2 separate regions of the Hordeum vulgare genome follow, and region 2 is linked to region 1. Evidence: chromatin contacts called from public Hi-C data. All regions are on one chromosome and are shown on one strand. The core of a region is the stretch at or near the end of the contact, and the rest is flanking DNA. Distances in the headings are between cores, read along the strand shown. Region 1 has its middle 18 kb from the start of LOC123402829. Region 2 has its middle 48 kb from the start of LOC123404270.

Region 1 (5,886 bases), core at 907-3,406:
ATGGCAGCTGCAGGCACGAAGGGCGGCGGGCCGGCGATCGGGATCGACCTTGGGACGACCTACTCCTGCGTGGCCGTGTGGCGTCCGGTGCACCAACGCGTGGAGGTCATCACCAACGACCAGGGCAACCTCACCACGCCTTCCTGCGTCGCCTTCACCGACACCTGGCGGCTCATCGGCGACGCGGCCATGAATCAGGCGGCCATGAACCCCGTCAACACCGTCTTCGGTGAGGAAAGAACTACCAACAGACTGCCACCTACGATTTTTTTTCCTTTTTAGTTGTAGCTGTTCTGTTCATTAATTAAGTTTCTCAGGATCGTGGTGTTGTGTGACGGCGCTTTGTGCGTCTGTTACATATGTTTAATTATTGCTTATTTAGATGATCCCAGTAGTATCTACAAGATGGAGATGCCCAAAGGCCAAAGCCTTACATCCCTGATATGTCATTTGCCAAATGCTTACAGCTAGCTATTTGATTCCAGCATCTTTTCTTCCAGGCTTATTCATATTGTTCTGTGCCATTTATTATTTAGTCACATTAAGAACCGTAGATAATGCTACCACGTTATAAAACCATCCAACTCACAAGCATTAAGAACCTCTTATAAGTAGCAGGATACTATATTGGATGACTAAAAAATGTAGATTAAATTCCCATGTCCGTCCAATTGCATGTGATTAAACTTGCGCAAAATGTTGTTTGATTACAGCTTAGAGAAACTAAAAAAATCAACATGTTTTAAGTTAGTGGAAAACTTTTGAGGAAATATAGTATGAACTACTCCCTCCGTCTCATAATATAAAAATGTCACTAGTGTCAAAAACGCTCTTATATTATGAGATAGAGGGAGTAATATTTAGTAAAAACAACCTGCAGGATGCATTTTTAAAATCATACAAAGACAAAAAAGAAAGTAACAGGAGTCCGAAGTTCCCATGAAAAAAAATCGTGCAATCAATGTGGTCCTGAGAACATTTGTATGGAGGATATCGGATCTTAATGTGTAGATATTTATATATGGGCAACATGCTGGAATTTTCCTAGTTAATTATAAGGAAAATATTTCATCGCAATAAAAAATTATAAGGAAAATATTCCCGCAAAAAAAACAAGGAAAATATTTTTAACATTAGTTTTTTTGGCTGAAATTGCTTTATTTTCTAACTTTACAAAATAGTTCTTTTTCTAACTGAAATTGCTTTATTTTAATAATTACCTTAAATTTTGGCCAAGCAAATTAATTCGGTGGATATACAGCATGATACGTCTTATTAAGTGATGTCCAGAGAAGGCTCTCTCAAGCTATCAACAAAGTTCCATAGGAATTTCTATAATAGCAATATTTCACTAGAATTGTTGAATATTTATATCACAAAAAAGGTTATGAACATACGACATTTTACTATAATTACCTCAATAAAAACATTCCAGTATAATGATTTATGCATCTAAAACTGAGAAATGTTTTCATTCCATAAAATGTTAACCCGACCTAGCTTATAAACTGGATGTAGCAATTTATATCTCTACTTATTTTTTTATTTATTGTGAGGGGAACCTACTATTTCCATATACCCATGGAAGCTCATACATTTCTGACATGCAAAAATTGAGTAGCTTAATTTTCTATATATAGGCATCCAGAGAAGTGTATTTTAGTGCACAAATTATTGCAAACTATATACCCAAGAAGAATTTTTGCAAAATTACATATTTAATTAGTGATCAACCATGTCACAAGACAATAAACATTAAATTTGCATTTGTGATGTGGACTTGTTTGGTGGAAATTCTTTGCGGACCTGGTATATTTGTCATATTACTGGTTTGTCCTTTGTAGTAGTCAGGTGGTCAATTATGTATGTGCTCTGTGATGTGGCTGGTGTTTATTGCAATGAAGTGAAGTTAGTCTTTTGGTCTCTAGTTTTCTTGATGTACCTCTAGCTTCGCGAAATGTACTATACTGAAACTATTTCATCATTTATTCTTCTTCAGACGCTAAACGACTTGTTGGTCGACGATTCAGCGAAGAGTCTGTGCAAGGAGATATGAAGTTGTGGCCTTTCAAAGTCATTTCTGGTACTAGTGATCGGCCCATGATTGTGGTGAAGTACAGGGGTGAGGAGAGGCAGTTCACAGCCGAAGAAATTTCCTCCATGGTTCTTGTCAAGATGAGGGAGACAGCTGAGGCCTACCTCGACACCGCCGTAAAGAATGTTGTTATCACCGTCCCGGTCTACTTCAACGACTCGCAGCGCCAGGCCACCCTTGATGCTGGCATCATCGCTGGCCTCAACGTCACACGCATCATCAACGAGCCCTCTGCCGCAGCTATCGCCTATGGTCTTAACAACACGTCCGTTAGTGGTGATGCAAAGACGGTGCTCATATTTGATTTTGGTGGTGGTACCTTGGATATCTCTGTCATAAACATTGACAAAGGAACATTTGCGGTCAAGGCCACGTCCGGTGACACCCACCTTGGATGGGAGGATCTCAACAACAGAATGGTGGAACACTTCGTGCTGGAATTCTTGAAGAAACACAAGAGTGATATCACGGGCCAATAGCTCGTGTGCGACGTCTTTCCTGCGAATTGGATGGAATGGGACGTTGTTTGATGAAATAGCTCTCGTGCGACGGTTTGCAGGAAGAAAATAGCTCACGGCCCCACATGCGATAAAACCTTAGTCAACTAGTCCAATTTGCGTTAAGTCATGTCTTACCTAATTTGGGCCCAAATTAATTAGCACCGCATCTCGTGAAACTGCCCGACTAGAGTTGTCCGAAACTGCCCGACATCTTCAGCTCCGACGGCGGCTACGGCGGAGGAGCCCTCTTTCTCGGCGTAGCCCCCTTTCGGCGGCAGCGGCGGCCATGGTGGTGAGTGAATTCGATACTCTAGTCCCAATCCCCTCCCCTCGCCTTGTAGATCTGAGCTCTCTGTTTTGCTTGGTGAAATCGATAGAAGGTGAGAGGGGGCGGCACGGTGAGAGGAGCCCATGGTCAGGTCGAGAAGGAGCCGCCAGATTCAGCTTCGAACAGGTAATGCGCCTCCCTTCCCGCCCATTTTGTGAGTGCGATTGAAGGCAATCTTTGCTCTGTCTGACGCTGCCCGCCCGCCTATAACAGAGGGGCAGGGAATGCTGCTCCTGAAACATTTGAATTTGCAATCAATTTCTTTCCATCGACGGCAAAATTAGTTGATGGTAGCATTGAGAACATTCAGAGAGACACAATTGTGAAATAGGAGGTTGATTGTGCAGAAATTGATCCCATTGAGATACAGTCGATGGAAGAGAAGGCAGTGAGGAAATTGGTGGAGAAAATTGGGGAAACCGTGCTTTGGGGTCCAGAGCAAGAGGTTTCACTATTGCGGTATGATCATTTCAAAGGAGAGTATGTCAGAATTGAAGATGGTGAAGATATTGTTGTTGAAATCGATAGGCAAGAGGGCTGGGCAAGCCTCAGGGCTGAATTTTTTGCTGAGCTCGTTGATCTGAATATTGATTCGAAGGTAGGTTATGTGCCGTCACACTTGGCTATGCAGAAGGCAGATGATGATTGGGCTTCGCAGAGGCAGATCGTTCCCATTATGACGGATCTAACAGTAATAGCCGTTGGAGCTAATGCACATGCAGAAGAGGGAAATGTTAATGTTGTTGATTGGAATGCAGTTGAGTTGGAGGAGCCTACTGATTTGGTCATTGCACCAATTGCTCATACTGAGATGGCCAAACTATTTGGCATTCCAGTGGATGACAGAGATGAGGAGGAGAAGGATGAAGCTAATACAAGTGATAATGATGACAGAGAATTGAGTGATGTAGATGAACAGTTGATGGAAGATGCTACAGATGATGTAGATGATGCACATGATGAAGAGCTAGTGCATGTGTATGACAAGGAAAACCCTGTCATTCGAGTGGGGAAGTTGTGGCCAAACATGGATGAGTTCAGGTTGTCTTTCAAGACTTACCACTACAAGAAATATGCTCATACATGATGTTTTTTAAGACGTCGTTGATGAATTCGTCATAAATCTACGACGATTTCATCCGAGATTGTCGTAAGCCGTTTGAGGCGATTAAATCTACATATAAATTACGACGATGTGAGTCAAAAACGTCGTAACCGCATAAGATGAGATCGTCATAACTTTTACGACGATTATAAAAATGTCGTAACATGTTCTAACTATGTTGACATGTCACTCGTGGGTCCATTATATGTCACGCGCCAAACACAATTAAAACGTCAAAAAAGTTGTGATTACCTCATTCGTCGATCCAAGAGAGTAGAAAAAATTAGAAGTTATAAAAAAATTGGAGAACACAATTACATGAGTTGGATTCCTATTGGTGGAAACGTTTGTACCACGGATCGATGAGGTGGCACGTATCCATCCATCCAGCTATCCAACCCACATATCCATCCATCCATCCACGAACTCCTCTCCCTCGCCGCACATATCCATCTATCTACAGAAAAAAGAAAAAAAAAGAAAAGGAAAAAGAGCCCGCGAGAAAGAGAGAGAGCTCACCCAACTCCACCAAACGCCACCTCCTCTCCCCCCCCCCCCGAACTCCTCTACCTCGCCGCCGCCACCTGCCATGTCCGCCTGTTCTCGCGAGCTCCGGCGGTGGGAAGCACTCCCCCGACCTCCCGACGCTCCGCGCCTCCTTCCCTTCCGGCCAGCATCGACGCCCAGGTTGGCCCCTCTCCTCGTTCGCCCCACCTTCTTGTCCCATCTGACCTAACCTTTTTCCTATGATTTTCTTTGCTGCAGATCCATGGCGCGGACGGAGGAGGAGCAGGACGGGCACCAACAAAGGAGCAGGACGGACATCCATCTACCCCCTAATCACCGCTGCCGCCGCTGCCGGCGTAATCCCCCTCTCCCCTGCTCTACAACGCGCGCGATGGCGACTACGACGACGGTTCTGGTGGACGTGCCCGCGGCCGCACCGGTGAGTGCCCACAACCCCTCTTCCCCTGGTCCCCTCTAGACGTCTGAATCTTCTCCTCGGTCGTTGCTGCCACTGGATCTGGCGACGACGCCCGTGGTTTCGCCGGCGCCCGTGCCCCTTGCCCGAGCTCCGCTGGTTAGGGTTAGGGTTTCACGAATCCGCGTGGGTAGGTTCCAACCCCTAACCCTACCCACCTGTTCCGATCCGCAGGGTAGGTTCCAACTCCTAGCCCTAATCAGTAGCCTCGATCCGCAAGGTAAGTTCCAAGCCGGCCGGTGTGCCGGATTTCTCGGTTCTTTGATGATTGATGCCAGCTTGTGTACAGGTCTTCGACGATGACGGCGTCTCTCCGCGCAGCGGCGACGAGGATCCTGCCTCCGGCGGGGCTTCACCGGCTCGTCCACACCTAGCTCTTTACCACTAGACTAGTTTCTTTAATTACTGCGCGCTACGACACAAAGTCCATGTTAAACGCATGCCTAATTTTCAATATATGTTCTGTACTTTAAAGGTTCATACTTTTGCTTGAGTTCTTGGATGTGTACTTTTGTGTTCCTTTGTTGCTTGGTTAGTACTTGTCATACTCCCACTATTGTATTCATATCCACACCCATCTTGAACATAAGAGAACGTGATATACTGTAATATCTTAGGCTAAGCAAGAGAGGTATTAGCTTAGTTCTGCGAAACTTGCCATGCCTTTTAGTGTATTTTTTTACCATTTACTTAATTGTTAACTGAGTCTATGCTCTACCTGTCGAATATACTATGTCATGGGAGTAGTTCTCAGCAATTTCATATACATCTGGCTTAATGGTACATTGGAAGCTGAACGTATAGATTACTTACTGACTCTACACTTTATTCTTCATTGTGTTCATTTAGATGATGGCCATATCTAGAATATTCTGT
Region 2 (5,886 bases), core at 2,138-4,637, 94 kb before region 1:
TGAATATTGTTTTAGATGTCACCTACGTTTTATAATGTGTGACATTGTTTACTTGACACATATTTTTAACAAATATGTGATATTTTTTTACTTTTATTTAGCACGAACTATAATCCCTTTTTTCTCCCAAGTGACAATGTTTCTTCAAGAAATTTGGCCTAGTACTAACCTTCGCAAAAAAAAAAAGTAAGAAACAAATTTGTCTTGTTTCGACAAAACACAAGCGTTTCAATGTACTGATAGAAAGAAGAGTTTGTAAAAATCCTAGGCATGCTCACACTCAAAGATACTAGGAGAGTGGATTTTCTTCCATGCACGAGAGGTCCACATGATTTTTTTGACGGTGCTACGGCGGGCTTACGCCGGCCTGAACCTTTTCAATTAAGAACCATAGAATGTTTACAAGGAAGTAGTCTGAGGGGGGAGAGGTGAGTGGAATGAGGAAAAATGAAAAATGGAAAATGAGAAAGAGAAAGAGTTACATTGGCTGAGAGAAATGAAACAACATGATGCCCCAGTCTCGCAGAGTACTGTATGCGGGCTCTGAGGCACATCTGCTTGACCAAAGGGTGACGTCATCAGCCGCCGAACGAGGGATTAGATGAACTGGCTGAGATTCGTCACATAACACTTTGGCATTCCGATGTTTTAAAATATTCCAAAGGATGGCGATAATGACTGTAGATCTCACTTTGTTGGTAGTTTCGTTGCCCCATTGTTCCGGCAGATCCACAGGAAGCCTTAAGATTAGATAGGTCAACTCAGGCCACAGAGGAGAGAGTTCTTTACAGTGCAGCAACAGGTGATTAATAGACTCCGTTGACCGGCATAGTGGGCACACCGGTGATTAATAGACTCCACAGGATTCAAATGCACGAGCAACCCTTCATTTCACGTGCTCTCCCTATGTCCTGGTGTATAAGTCATTTTACGAAAATCAAATAATCCCAAAACACTTAGACACGGTGCATTAACTTTCATCTTGTTTCTTGTTTTTTGACATGAATAAAGAAATCAACCAATAAAAAACGTGAGACGTGTATGTTTTTAATGACTTGAGACTAGCTAACTAGCACGGCATGCAGTGATCAATTCATTGTATGCATTGACATTAATTTACAAATTAGTATTGATTTCTCTCGTTTTTTTCTCTGATTTGATCACGGTGCATAATCTAAGATGCGGGACGGAGGGAGTAGTCCAGTGTAAAATTCTTCGGCTTCCGAAGTTACTACTACTACCTCGTACTCCTAGTACTAGTTATAGCGAGTTTCCCATTGGCTGTAGGCTGCTACGGCCCTCTCGCCTTCCTCCACTACGCGTTTAAATTGAGCCCTGCAATGCCCAAACGTCACACTATTCACTTTCCTCTGCCACTTTTTGTCGCGTGGAGATGGCAGCTGCAGGCACGAAGGGCGACGGGCCGGCGATCGGCATCGACCTCGGGACGACCTACTCCTGCGTGGCCGTGTGGCGGCCGGTGCACCAACGCGTGGAGGTCATCGCCAACGACCAGGGCAACCTCACCACGCCTTCCTGCGTCGCCTTCACCGACGCATGGAGGCTTATCGGCGATGCGGCCATGAACCAGGCCGACATGAACCCCGCCAACACCGTCTTCGGTGAGTACTATATATGAGCTGACGTCTGAATTCCATTAATAGAATATATACCTCTGGCTTGCAAGATATTTTTCGGCCCTCAAACTTACTCAGCCATTCAGATCCCAGCACCTTTTTTTTCGTTATATTTGGTTACAGCCTATGCTCCCCAGATAATACTAAGAACATATCAATCGAATAATTGTCAAAAAGAGTCATTTTAAATCTAGAAAAATAAAATGTACTCCCTCCTATAAGAGAGTTTAGGTCAGTAATTTCTTTACAGAGGGAGTATAAATGAGTATGTAACTCATTTTCACCACAAAAATTGTTTAATGAAAAACAATCTTTCTTATTGAGATAGTGTTAAATCTTTCCCGCAAAAACCAAAACGATAGTAAATCCGAAAATTATCTCTGATGAGGTAGAAATTCTATGATGTAAACCTTCGAAGCAAGTACGAACCTCTTTAACTAGCAGGGTTCCAAAAATGCCAGATTAAAAGAAATGCAGGTTCAGTTCCCATGTCCACTTAATCCTATATGATTAAATTTGCGGAAAATATTTTTTTTGACTACAACATAGAAACCACAAAATTCAAGTCAGTAGAGAATTCCCGGTGAAATGTGGTAACATATCTATTTTGCAGGGAATCTATTATTTTTGTGAGAACTGAAAACTATGATTATGTAGCTCAACTAAATTATAAAAAAGTAGTCAGTATGAGTTACAAACATATATCATACGTCTCCAGAACTCACAAGTTGAGTGGCTATGTTTCTGCCATGGAAAATTTGTGGCTACACCCAAGTTCATGGCTGGCACCCACTGTGAACAGTAAAAAAAAAAAAAACAGCAAAAAAATACTGAAACTTTGTGGCATTGAACAAATTTCTTTGGTGCTTGCAAAAGTTTGGTGGCCAAATAATATCAAATGATCTGCACACAAATGAAATTCAGATTTTGCACAAAGAGTGCACATTTGAGCCCAAATTTTGTTTTCTTCGTACAAAGCTCTTTGTGTCATTTGGTCACCAAAATTTGCAAGCATGTAATTTTTTTTCATGATCAAAGCCATAAAGTTTCAGATTTGTTTTTTTTTGCTATGTTTTCGATAGTGCGTGTAAATCCCCAAGGTGTAGTAAAACTACTTTCGACTCATATTCACAATTTGAGTGGCTTATTTTTCTTTAGGCAACATCGGGTTGCTTACTAATTTTATTATATCACTGTAAATTTCGTAAATATTTATAGATGTTAGTGGACAAATTATAGTAAATCAAACTACATAAGAAGAAAAAAATACAAATAATTACATATTTAATTAGTGATCAACCATATCATAACACAACAGACATTCAATTTGTATTTGTAACTGGGGCCTGTTTTGTGAAGCTGCTTAGAACCTGGAATTTTGTTATATAGCTGGTTTCTAATAGTCGGGTCAAATGATCTTTTAAAATGTGTTATGCGATGTAGTTGGTCCTTCAATCTGTAATGATGAATTGAAATTAGTCTTGTATTCCCTCATTTTTTTACATCCCTCTATCTTTGCAAAATATATTATTTTAACCAACTACATCGATTTTCTTCAGACGCAAAGCGTTTGATTGGTCGACGATTCAGCGAAGAGTCAGTGCAAGGAGATATGAAGTTGTGGCCTTTCAAAGTCATTTCAGGTCCTAGTGATCGGCCAATGATCGTGGTGCAGTATATGGGCCAGGAGAAGCAGTTTGCAGCTGAAGAAATCTCCTCCATGGTGCTTGTCAAGATGAGGGAGACAGCTGAGGCCTACCTTGATACCACGGTGAAGGATGCTGTCATCACTGTCCCAGTCTACTTCAACGACTCACAACTCCAGGCCACCCTTGATGCTGGCACGATTGCTGGCCTCAACGTCACACGGATCATCAATGAGCCCTCCGCTGCAGCCATCGCCTACCGATTGGACGATACGTCGGTTACTAGTGAAGCGAAGACGGTGATCATATTCGATTTCGGTGGTGGCACCTTGGATATCTCTATCATCCACATTGACAATGGCACCTTTACGGTCAAGGCCACGTCCGGGGACACCCACCTTGGAGGGGTGGATCTTAATAACAAAATGGTGGAACATTTCGTGGAGGAATTCTTGAAGAAACACAAGGCTGACATAAGAAGCAACCGGAGGGCAATGATGCGGCTGAGGACGGCTTGCGAAAGGGCGAAGAGGATGCTGTCTTCCATGGCGCAAGCCAAGTTTGAGATCGACTCGCTCCATGACGCAATTGACTTCTATGGGACCATCACCCGCGCCCGGTTTGAGGAGCTCAACATCGATCTCTTCCGCAAGTGCATTGAGCATGTGGAGAAGTGTCTCAGGGACGCCAAGATGGACAAGTCACAGATCCACGACGTCGTGCTCGTCGGCGGCTCCACCAAGATCCCCAAGGTGCAGCAAATGCTGCAGGATTTATTTGATGGTAAGAAGCTCTGCAAGAAAATCAATCCTGATGAGGCCGTCGCCTACGGCGCTGCCGTTCAGGCCGCCATCCTCAACGGCGAGTACGATCAGAAGGTGCTGGACTTTCTCCTGCTGGACGTCACGCCGCTCTCGCTCGGGATAGGGGTAAGAGATATTGACATGTCTGTGGTGATACCCAGGAACACTACCATCCCCGTTAAGATGGAGGGGAGTTACACGACCAGGTTTGACAACCAGACGGTCGCGAGCATCCCGGTGTACGAGGGAGAAGGGGAGTTTACTAGGGACAACAATCTTCTCGGCAAGTTCGATCTCACTGGCATCCCTCCAGCGCCGAGGGGCGTGCCGTCAATCAGAGTTACGTTTGAAATCGAAGCAAACGGAATCCTGAAGGTTGTGGCGGAGGACAGGGGGACTGGAAACAAGAACAGCATCATCATCAGCAGCGACAAGGGTGGGTTGAGCAAGGAAGAGATCGAGCGGATGGTGCGTGACGCCAACAAATACAAGTCCGAGGGCAAGAAGGAAATGGTGAAAGTGAAGAAGGAACGCTGATGCCCATGAGGTCATGGAAAACTAGGCCTACATCGTACTTCTTTAATCATAAAATCACTCTGCTTTTTGTTTGCATCGTACACTGTTTCGTTTGCGTTTGTTTGTTTAACTGGTGACAGAATCGTCTATGTCGATCTGATCTCTAGTATCTGCATGAGTATATGGCATGCACGTAACATGTTTGGTGTAAAAGCATCTCCAGTTGATATTTCTCCTGGCCTCTCCATCAAATGTTGCACACAAGACACAGCCAACTTTTTGTTAATGCAAGTGTCAAATTTACACAAGGTTATACAAGGCTCAAAATAAAAGTTCTCAAAGGGCAATAACATAGGTACCAATCAGATTACATAGCCTATTACCGGATCACCATACATGAAACAACGGACTTTGAGTGTGCAATCTCACGGGCTCAAAACACGGGTATTCGGCTTATTCAATAGGTAGCCCTTATTAATTATTATGCACAGGAAAAATGCCAGTGAGCGTTTACAGACTGGAGGCTGCAAGTGTACGAACTCAAAACACGGGTATTCCGCTTATAGACACATAAGCTGGGTATGCAATCTCATGGCCAAAAAAGAACACTCGGCTCATCTCTGGGTAAACCGAGTAAGACCTTGAAAAAGCCTTTGGCGTATCTCACGGAGGTACTCGGCTTACATAAAATACTCGGCAACGTTTGTCGCCGCGTGGCATTTACTGCCGTTGCACTCGTTTACATGTAAACCGTGAGGCTGCTTGGACACTTGACTTAGAGCATCTCCAGTTGCGCCTCCGGCAGGCCTTTCTCAGGTTATTTTTTTCATCGACGACGGAAAAACGGTCCAATTGCATTCTTAGAGCATCTCTAGTGGATGGTGTAAATTTGGACGTGTATATCTTCATATACACGTTCATATACACCTTGCTAAATTATGAACCTTCCAGTTTTTTAGTGAAACGTGTAAATTAGGACGTGTATATATTCCAACGGCTATATTTTCAACGACCATATTTCTGATCTATATAAACCACCCCTATCACCTTTCTTCCAGCACACTTCTACCCGTGACTTCTCTTCTCACCTAGATTTCTCTATCGTCTCTCACGCAACACAATGAACACATCCACTTGGGACATGAGTTCTTCGTCATCTTCATCTGGCGACGATGAACTCGTACTTGCAGCATTCGCCGAGCCGAGGAGGAAGAGAGGAAGAACGCTCGACGCCATGGCGGTTTCAAGCATGGACGTCAGTCAATCGATCGAGGAAGAGATGCC

What was found. Hi-C and Micro-C count contacts between places; a contact is called where the count stands out from the background.
Region 2: a contact with region 1 is called in a Hi-C map of leaf, with 7 times the contacts expected there. The contact joins two enhancer-like sites. A contact is called at or near these places in 3 of 6 Hi-C or Micro-C datasets (leaf and seedling).

Annotation. Positions count from the first base shown.
Region 1 is chr6H:530,382,066-530,387,951 of MorexV3_pseudomolecules_assembly, reverse strand. It overlaps the pseudogene LOC123402604. Among protein-coding and RNA genes, the nearest start is that of LOC123402829, 18 kb to the right of the region's middle. Within about 2 kb of position 2,156, at least 1 of the 3 cell types and tissues checked has open chromatin away from gene starts, as enhancers often do. A contact at or near this core is called in leaf, where this site is marked.
Region 2 is chr6H:530,477,057-530,482,942 of MorexV3_pseudomolecules_assembly, reverse strand. It overlaps the pseudogene LOC123402604. Among protein-coding and RNA genes, the nearest start is that of LOC123404270, 48 kb to the left of the region's middle. Within about 2 kb of position 3,387, at least 1 of the 3 cell types and tissues checked has open chromatin away from gene starts, as enhancers often do. A contact at or near this core is called in leaf, where this site is marked.